Regions from separate parts of the Sus scrofa genome. Here region 2 is linked to region 1. Evidence: chromatin contacts called from public HiChIP or PLAC-seq data. All regions are on one chromosome and are shown on one strand. Each heading gives the region's core, a stretch centred on a gene start, on an enhancer-like site or on the middle of the called end of the contact. The rest is flanking DNA. Distances are from core to core; before and after follow the strand shown. Region 1 overlaps MACC1 (metastasis-associated in colon cancer protein 1). Region 2 has its middle 110 kb from the start of ABCB5.

Evidence for each region. HiChIP or PLAC-seq counts read pairs in DNA pulled down with a chosen protein or histone mark.
Region 2: a contact with region 1 is called in an H3K27ac HiChIP or PLAC-seq map of alveolar macrophages. The contact joins two enhancer-like sites. A contact is called at or near these places in 1 of 47 Hi-C or Micro-C datasets (epiblast stem cells) and 1 of 2 datasets of contacts at active chromatin or transcription factors (alveolar macrophages).

Annotation. Positions count from the first base shown.
Region 1 is chr9:89,259,254-89,263,956 of Sscrofa11.1, forward strand. The region is part of intron 1 of MACC1 (metastasis-associated in colon cancer protein 1); the gene reads right to left. It also overlaps the pseudogene LOC110255483. Among named protein-coding and RNA genes, the nearest start is that of MACC1, 81 kb to the right of the region's middle. Within about 2 kb of position 2,643, at least 17 of the 83 cell types and tissues checked have an H3K27ac peak or open chromatin away from gene starts, as enhancers often do. A contact at or near this core is called in alveolar macrophages, where this site is marked.
Region 2 is chr9:89,504,147-89,508,849 of Sscrofa11.1, forward strand. No RefSeq gene overlaps it. Among named protein-coding and RNA genes, the nearest start is that of ABCB5, 110 kb to the right of the region's middle. Within about 2 kb of position 2,500, at least 5 of the 83 cell types and tissues checked have an H3K27ac peak or open chromatin away from gene starts, as enhancers often do. A contact at or near this core is called in alveolar macrophages, where this site is marked.

The sequences.
Region 1 (4,703 bases), core at 1,393-3,892:
ATGTCTGAATATTTGGCATTATGCACTGTATTTTTAAAATCATAACAGGGTGTATAGATTTTTGCATAATCAGATTAACAAAAACATCATAACTGTGATTTAGTCAGCAAAGAGACAAACATAAGAACACACTAAATGGAAAAATATGTACAATTCATTTTGTGAAGTGATTTAGTCTATAAGTAGGTCAGTATACAATCTCCTAAATAAATTAATGCATACTACTATACATACATATATACTTACATATACATGATGGAACAGCCAGGAAGTTCAGAGAAATAAAGGCTAGGAATTTCCTAGGCAGTAGGTACTTAACTACAGGAAATAGTATATTTCTAAATCACTTTTATTCAGGGATAATTTATATAAAATATAACTGTTTTAAGTGTCCTGTCCAATGAGTTTTGACAAATGCATAAACTTCTGTAACCACCATCACAACGAAGATACAGAACATTTATATCATCCAAAATTTCACTGGTGTCCCTATAAAGTTAATCCTACTTTCTCAGTACTAGTTAATCCTTTATATCGCTTTGGATTAATTTCATCTATTCTCTAACTTCACATAAATGAAATCATATGATATGTGAAATTCTTTGTCTTTCACTCATCATAATACTTTTTAGATTTATTCATGTGGTTGCAAGTATCAGCAGTTGATTGCTTTTTATTGCTGAGTAATAGTCCATTGAATATATCTACCACAAATGGTTTAACCATTTACCAGTTAATGAACATTCAGATTATTTACAGTTTTTGAATATTATAAATAGAGCTGATATTAACATTGTATACAGGTACATTTTCATTTCATTGCATAATTGTATAAGAAACTGTTGAATGGTTCTCCAAATAAGTTGTACCTTTGTACAGTACACCATCAGTGTATGAGAGTTTCAATTGTACCATATCTTGGTCACATTTGGTATGTTGGTCTTTTTAAATTTTAGCCATTTCAGCAAGTATGTAGTGATATACCATTGTGATTCTAATTTGTATTCAGGAAACAGTTTGTTTTGAAGAGGACTAGATTAGCAACTGAGACTCCCAGCTTAAAATACTGACTGGCAATAGAGTCACACATGGATCTGAATTCCAAACCTGGTTCAAACAATAGGCGAACCTTGGAGATAGTGACGATTTGGTTATAGACCACTGCAATAAAGTGAATATTTCAATAGAATGGGTCGTGCAAATTTTCTGTTTTCCAAAAAATTATAAAAGTTATATTACACGATACTGTGTTCTACTGAGTGTGCATTAGCATTATTATAAAAAACATACTTTAATTAAAAATACTTTATTGCTAAAAAATGTTAACCACTATCTGAGCAAGTTGTAATCTTCTTCTAACAGTAACATTAAAAATCACTGATCACAAATCACCATAACATATAAAAATAACAAAAAATTTGAAATATGGGAAGAATTACTAAAATGTGACACAGAGGCATGAAATGAGCACATGCAGTCAGAAAAATGATGCCAGAGACTTGCTTGATACAGGGTTGCTACAATCCTTCAGCTTGTAAGGAGCATCTGTGAAGCGCAATAAAGTGAAGTGCAATAAAACAAGGTGTGCCTATATATGCGTGACTACAAACAAGTTGTCTTAGCTTCTTTATGCCTCCATTTTGTTCTCTAAGTAATAGTAAAAAGGGTACCTTGCTCAGATTTGTTTTGAACTTTAAAAAGAACATAAATGTAAAGCACCAAACATAGTGCCTGGATCACAGTAAGTGTTCAGTAAAATTTAGCTAATATTGTTATTCCTATTTCACAGAATGTATAGGGTTATAAATTGTTTTACTTATTTTAAGTTTACTTCTAATGGCCATAGCGATAATGCTATGGCTTTATAGAATCATTCTAACTCAACATATTAAAGTGCTTTAATGTAATTTTTTAAAATAAATCTAATTTTTTCAAAGTTAGCCACAATATAAAGAAGTATTATTCTGGAAGGTATCTTTGCATCTAGTTCTTTTTCTTTTTTTTCTTTTTTTTTTTTTTTTTTTTTTTTTTTTTGGTCTTTTTGCCTTTTCTAGGGCTGCTCCTGTGGCATATGGAGGTTCCCAGGTCAGGGGTCTAATTGGAGCTGTGGCCACAGCAACGCCAGATCTGAGCCTTGTCTGCGACCTACACCACAGCTCACGGCAACGCTGGATCCTTAACCCACTGAGCGAGGCCAGGGATCGAGCCCATAATCTCATGGTTCCTAGTTGGATTCGTTAACCCCTGAGCCATGACAGGAACTCCTAGTTCTTTTTTTTTTTTTTATGGTTTTTTTTTTTGTATTTAAGTTAGGACTTGATCCCAACAAAATATGCTGATACCATTATTTTACATGGCTGTAGTCCTAGAAAGTAGTAATATCAAGTATTTAAAGCAACCTACAATAGATCACAAGCATTCAGCTTGCACTATACCCTCCTCAACCACAAGCAATCTTTGTGGTCTCAATATCTCTCTAAAATGCCAACTTCCATTTTATTATGAATGCCAACTTGTTCTCTCTCCCTTTGCTGGGTCAAATTCCCTACCCAGCTGCTCCCACCCAGGGTGTAGGCAGTTTACTACCACTGCCTGTAACCACTCCTTTGTGGCCTAGCAACACCACAGTCAGCTTCCCTTTCACTTGTCCCATTGCCAAATCTCTCCTCAGGTCTGATATCACAGCCAATTCATCTAGCTTTTGCTTCTGTGTGGTCTGAGAGAGTTGGCACAGAGAGAAGTAGTTAGCTCTGCGACTTCCTGTTGCCTTTTCTTTCACAATTAGGAAAGAGGGTTAGGAGTAGCCAAGAAACATTTATTTTTTAAGAAAAGTGTCATTCTGAGAAAAAACAAAGAGATGCCTTAAAACTCTGAGAAGTTAAGAGTTTGAACTAATTGCTATTCAGTCATTGACTTACTTGGTGACCTTAATATGTTTACCTCTTGAATACTCAGTTTTTTATGAGCTGTTACAGAATTTTTTTAAGGTTATTATTGTTGTCTGTTAACATCAGATATGCAATTAACAAGTTTATACAATGAATTTGCTTTCCAGTCCTCCCAAATAAAATCTCATGTGAATGCCATAATCCCTATGAGTTTGGGAGCATTAGGTAAGAGGGCATGCCAACACTGTCACTATCAATACAAAGATCAAATCACTTTGAGGGCCAGGCTGAAGTTACTGGGGAGAGTTCTAGTAAGAAAAAAATAGAATCCTGGCACTAGAAGATGGCAGTTATCAGTAAAGAGCTTCAGGCACAGCAAATAAGCAGAAGTCTATTTATTAACCAGTACTGGGAATGGATGCAGCACGTGAATTGGTCAATATTCTGGGTATGTAAGGGTAAGAATTATACAGATTTATCTTGCTAGTGGGTCATATTGGTCCTGAATATCAGTAAGGAGGTCTATCTTACCAGCAATGGTTCTAGACATGCCTCCAGACATAGCACTGTGAGAAAAAACAAGAAACCATTCACCATGTCACAAGTTGCTCCATTTTTATGCCTCATTTCTGATATTTTTTCCTCTCACCCATATACACTCATTCCATCATAGCTGAGCAAGAAGAAAATTATGGTTCACTGTTTCCCACAGCTTTTTGCTTGATATTAAATTAAGTTGGAGTTCCCATCATGTCACAGCGGAAATGAATCTGACTAGGAACCATGATGTTGCGGGTTTGATCCCTGCCCTCATATAGTGGGTTGAGGATACGGCATTGCCATGAGCTGTGGTGTGGGTCGCAAACACAACTTGGATCTGGCATTGCTGTGGCTGTGGCGTAGGCCGGCAGCTACAGCTCCGAATAGACCCCTAGTTTGGGAACCTCCATATGCTGTGGGTGCAGCCCTAAAAAGACAAAAGACAAAAAAAAAAAAAAAATTAAGTCAACTCTCACTATCCATACCCCTACCTAGATCTGGACCTATTGAAGGATAGGTTTCCCTCATTCTTGGCAACTTCTTCTTGTCTCAGAATAGATTCTGGACTTCACCTTGCCTGCCTGCTTAAGTTTGTTTATTCCAGACCCTCCACATCTAACTAGACCTCCATTCCTGATTCCTCCTGTTATATCCAGTCCTGTGGCCATCCATGTATTATGCTTAAAATCACTCTTGGCTTCTTGTCTATAACCACTCAGGAGACTGTGGCAGGATGGCTAGAAAAGAGTCCATCACTGTCACAAGGATTATTACAAAAAGGCCTCCATGAATAATATGTAAATCCCTCTAAGACTGTTCAGAGATGAGCTCTAGATTTCACAAGTGTAAAATTTCTTAAGGTGCTTGCACATACTAAAATGTTGGCATCAGAATCTTCTCACTTTGATTCCCATAAGCTGATATGCTGTCTATAAAAAGATGCTAATCTCTCTTTGAAAACTTGGGCCTCAACTACCCTGACACACAAGATAATTTTCAACTTTCAAGGAAGAAACAAAATAAATCACTTACAGAATTTCTTGTTTTTGGTTAACATTTCATATTTCAAAATTCTTGCTCTAAGACAAATGAATTCTATCCTAAAAGTGCTTACCCAACTTTACAGCTTTCTTGCCTATTGGACAAGTATGAATTAAACAAATATACATTCAAATATCAAAAATGAAATTTAGTTTTATAACTAATATATATGTTATTTCTACTCTAGGAGTCCCTTATCACAAAAGTCAGAATATACATTTTTATCTTGTATAT
Region 2 (4,703 bases), core at 1,250-3,749, 240 kb after region 1:
GTCTTGCTGTGGACCCTGCAAACGGTAAAAAGAAATCCATTTATCTCTATCTCCCCCACTGAAACAACATCAGGGCAAACAATGATTTTCCTGTTGCATAATCATATAATTCAGAGTCCTCATTTCCTCTAAATAGTAATATTAGACATAGTTGACCTTTCCCTGATTTTTAAAATGCTTTTTTCACCTGGTTTCTAGGATACAAATCTTGATTCTTCTCTTTTCTTACTGGCCATTTCTTTCCAATCTCCTTGGGGATCCTCCTAACCTTAGCTTCTTAGACAGAGGACCCAAAAACCCAAGTTTTAAGAACTTTTCCCATTCTTAGGGTAATTTCATTCAATTTTATGGCTTGTTTCATTGATAATTTTTAATTCTGTTGTCAAGTTCTTAAACCTCAGATTTATTTATTCACCTGCCTCTTAACTCCCCTGCTAATATTTTAATAACCACCTCAAACTTACATGACTAAAACTAAACTCCTTATTCCTCAAATCCTTCCTTCAAAATCCCAATCCTCCACAGACTTCCCCATCTCACTGCAATACTTTTGTTGAGTTAGTCAAGGAAGAAATATGTAGTTGCTCTTGATTTCTCTTTTATTCTTTCCCATTCAATCCATTAAGAGATGCTATGGCTCTACAAAACAAATTCAGGATCTATGACAACTTCAAGTGATACTACTCTGGTCTAGGAGTCATCATTGCTCATCTGATTTTTAGAAGAGCCTCCCAAATACATTAAATGCATCTCCTTTCTCCTGGAACATTGCTTTTATTTGCATTTGTAGAATTGTTTTTTCTTTCTTTTTTTTTTAATAAAAGGATAGTTGATTTACAATGATTCTTCCATCTCTGTTGTACAGCAAGGTGACCTAATCACACAGTTCCCTGTGCTGTACAGTAGGACCTCATTGCTCACCCATTCCAAATGTAACAGTTTGCATTCACTAACCCCCGAATCCCCACTCATCCCACTCCCTCCCTTTCCCCACTGGAAACCACAAGTCTGCTTTCCATGTCCACAGTCTGTTTCTGTTTTGTAGATAGAATCATCTGTGCCACATTTTAGATTCCACATATAAGTGGTACTATATGATATTTGGTTTTCTCTTTCTGACCTACTTCACTTAGTATGAAAGCCTCTAATTCCATCTATGTTGCTGCAAAGGACATTATTTTGTACTTTTTATGGCTGAGTAATATTACATTGTGGGTATGTACCACATCCATCTTCTTAATCCATTCATCTGTCAATGGACATTTAGGTTGTTCCATGTCTTGGCTATTGTGAATAGTGCTGCTCTGAACAGAGGGGTGCATGTATGTTTTTGAATGAATATGTTGTCTGGATATACGCCCAGAAGTGGAATTACTGGATCATATGGCAATTCTATATTCAGTTTTTGAGGTACCTCCGTACTGTTCTCCACAGTGGTTGTGCCAATTTACATTCCCACCAACAGTGTAGGAGGGTACCCTTTTCTCCATACCCTCTCTACCACTTGTTATTTCTTAATTTGCTAATGATGGCCATTCTGACAGGTGTGATGTGGTACTGCATAGCAGTTTTGATTTGCATTTCTGTAATAATCAGGGATGTGGAGCATTTTTTCATGTGCTTGTTGGCCATCTGTATATCTCCTTTGGAGAAATGTCTGTTCAGGTCTTTTGCCTATTTTTCAGTTGGATTATTGGGGTTTTTTTGCTCTTGAGTTGTATAATTTGTTTGTATATTTTAGAGATTAAGCCCTTGTTGGTTGCATCATTTGAAATTGTTTTCTCCCATTCCATAGGTTGTCTTTTATGGTTTCCTTTGCTGTGCAAAAGCTTGTCACTTTGATTAGGTCCCATTGGTTTATTTTTACTTTTATTCCTGCTGCCTTGGGAGTCTGACCTAAGAAAACATTTGTAAGGTTGATGTCAGAGAATGTTTTGCCTATTTTCTCTTCTAGGAGTTTGATGGTTTCTTGTCTTACATTTAAGTCTTTAAGCCATTTAGAGTTTATTTTTTGTGCATGGTGTGAGGGTGTGTTCCATTTTTATTGATTTACATGTGGCTGTCCAGGTTTCCTGGTACCATTTGCTGAAAAGACTGTCTTTTCCCCATTTTATATTCTTGCCTCCTTTGTTGAAGATTAATTGACCATAAGTGTGTGTTTATTTCTGGGTTCTCTATTCTGTTCCATTGGTCTGTCTGTCTGTTTTGGTACCAGTACCACACTGTCTTGATGACTGTGGCTTTGTAATATTGCCTAGAGGCTTTTCAGATTTTTTCTAAACTGTTAGCCAATCTCTTTTGGGCTAAGGAAGAATAAAAAAGTTGCCTTAAAAGGTCATTGAAAGGGCAGTAAAGACGAAGTTTTCTTACATCACAATTTTCCTTCACTTCCCCTTTAATGCCTGATTGCTTGGAAATGGATCTTAATGATGGTGTCAAGATCCCTCTACCCTACATCGTGGCTTTACTCATGGATAAAGGAGATTCCAATTTCTTGAACAGAAAATCTTGCAATGAAATTTAGTTGCCCAACAGCATGCAAGTCTGAATCATTTTTCCATCTCTGACATTAGTAATCTGGCATTATTACTTGTTCCCAAAACTTTGCAATCAAAAGTCATTTAACCACAGGGCATTTAGTACCCAAAAACCACACCCTAGGCCCACATTCTAAATAGCTTCAGGAGGATCCTGGAGCTTCCAAAAAAGGGGCTGTGGGAGTGCATGATCACTGTATTGTGACAGAAAAATCACTAGCCTTGAAGTCAAAAAACCCTGAGTTTGAGTCACAGCTCTGTCATTTACCATCTCTCTGGCTTGGGGCAAGTCACTTAACCTCTCTGAACTTCTATTGCTTCATGTAAAACCTGAACATAATATCGTTCACTTCACAGGACTTTTTCCAAGATTGACATGTGAGAATGTTTAGCAGAGGAACACTAACAAAAAGAAGCCCACTCATAAAAGTGTTTATAATCTTGTTTTCCTCTGTAGTCACAGGATTAAGAGCTTGCATTAATTTAGAGATAACATCTTTCCCTAACAATCCCCCAGGATTCTGGAGCCTGAACCCCAAATTTATATGTATGTGCCTAAAGAGGCTACAGTTGTCAAACACTAAATGCTTAATTTCAAGAGAACAATATTTTACCTCTAATACAACCTCCAATAATAAAGAAATTCTAAACTTCCTCAATTCAAAATTAATTTGTATTAATTATTTGGATGGTACATATTTACAATATGACTTTCCCTGATGGAAATAATACATTAACCTTATCAGTCATTTACATTCCAGTAGGAATGACTTTATGAGGTAATATGTTATAAGAACAGTATTTCCAAGAAGCAAAAAAAATGAAAGTAAGGTCTCTTCCTTTTCCTCCAAGAAAAGGAGCTAGAAGGAAGGTAACTAGAGACTGTGAGGGTCAACTTCTCTTGCTCCATGATTTTGCACTGCATACTACGATCCTATGTGAAGGGAGCAGGCCTCCTAATCAGGAACAAGGCCTTGAACTCAGAAGTAACCTTCCAGGACAGACAAAGCCTTCCTAGCTCTATAAACAAAATAGCTTTACACTAAGTTAGGAAAGTAAAATATAGGACATGTAGTGAAATTTGAATTTCAGATAAGTACAATTTAAAAAAATTTTAAATGGAACATAATTATACCTCTTCATATACTTACTCACTATTTTTTCCAAAATTCAAATTTCACTGGGTATCCTGTATTTTACCAGGCAACCCTACTTTTTACCTCTCAAAGGCCTAAGAAGAACTAAATCCTCAAACTTTCCGGAATTCAGCTATCAAATAACAAACAGAAAGATATGGCAGCCAACACTGTCACTCTGAAGGAAAGGTTGTAGGATGAGGTTTTCTATCTGTGGAGAGAGAGAGACCTTTTGGGCCCTTCCTTCTCTGAAATGGATGACAAACTGAAGTTGTGCTTTATTCTTTCAGGCATTCAATAATGTAGAAATACTCACTGGGCAGCAACAATACTCCAGCACTGTGCTCATCCTGGGAATAAAGTTTTGAGCTAGAAAAACATCATTTGAACCCTAACGAAGTTCTCAGTCCACCGGGTGATTAGGCACTAAACAGCAATCCTCACATTTGATATGGCAATTATAACTGTTACAAGTGCTATGAGCTAAGACCCGAGAAACAAAATGCATAATTTCAGTTTACTCACTGATCTCATTCTTTGTATGTGGCACTGTACTAGGTAATATCAAGTATATAATTACGAAGAAAAGTACTCTTTGCTTTTAAAGGGCTTATGATCTAGGGAGGAAGACTTACATGGATATAGCTAACTACGAAATAAGACGAATTAAGACAGGCTATAATGCACACAGTCCTATGTCCATTTGTAGCAAGAAATGCAGCTGCTTCTTCACACCAGAGTATTTAATTTCCCCTTTGGGAAGAAAATGGAAATTCACACTCCTTTTGGTATTTATTTAACAGATGTCAAAGTCATTACTCTAACAAGATTTACAGTTTCACTACTGAGAATTCCATTGTTTAAATAAATGTATATGCTAAAAATTAATGTTTAAAAACTGAGGTTTATGTCATTGCTTTCCTCCTATTTAAATATCTTTTATCTTAGTTTTCGTACCTGTAACTAAAATACCATAAACTGGGTGTATTAAACAACAAACAATTGTTTCTCACAGTTCTGGGGACTAGAA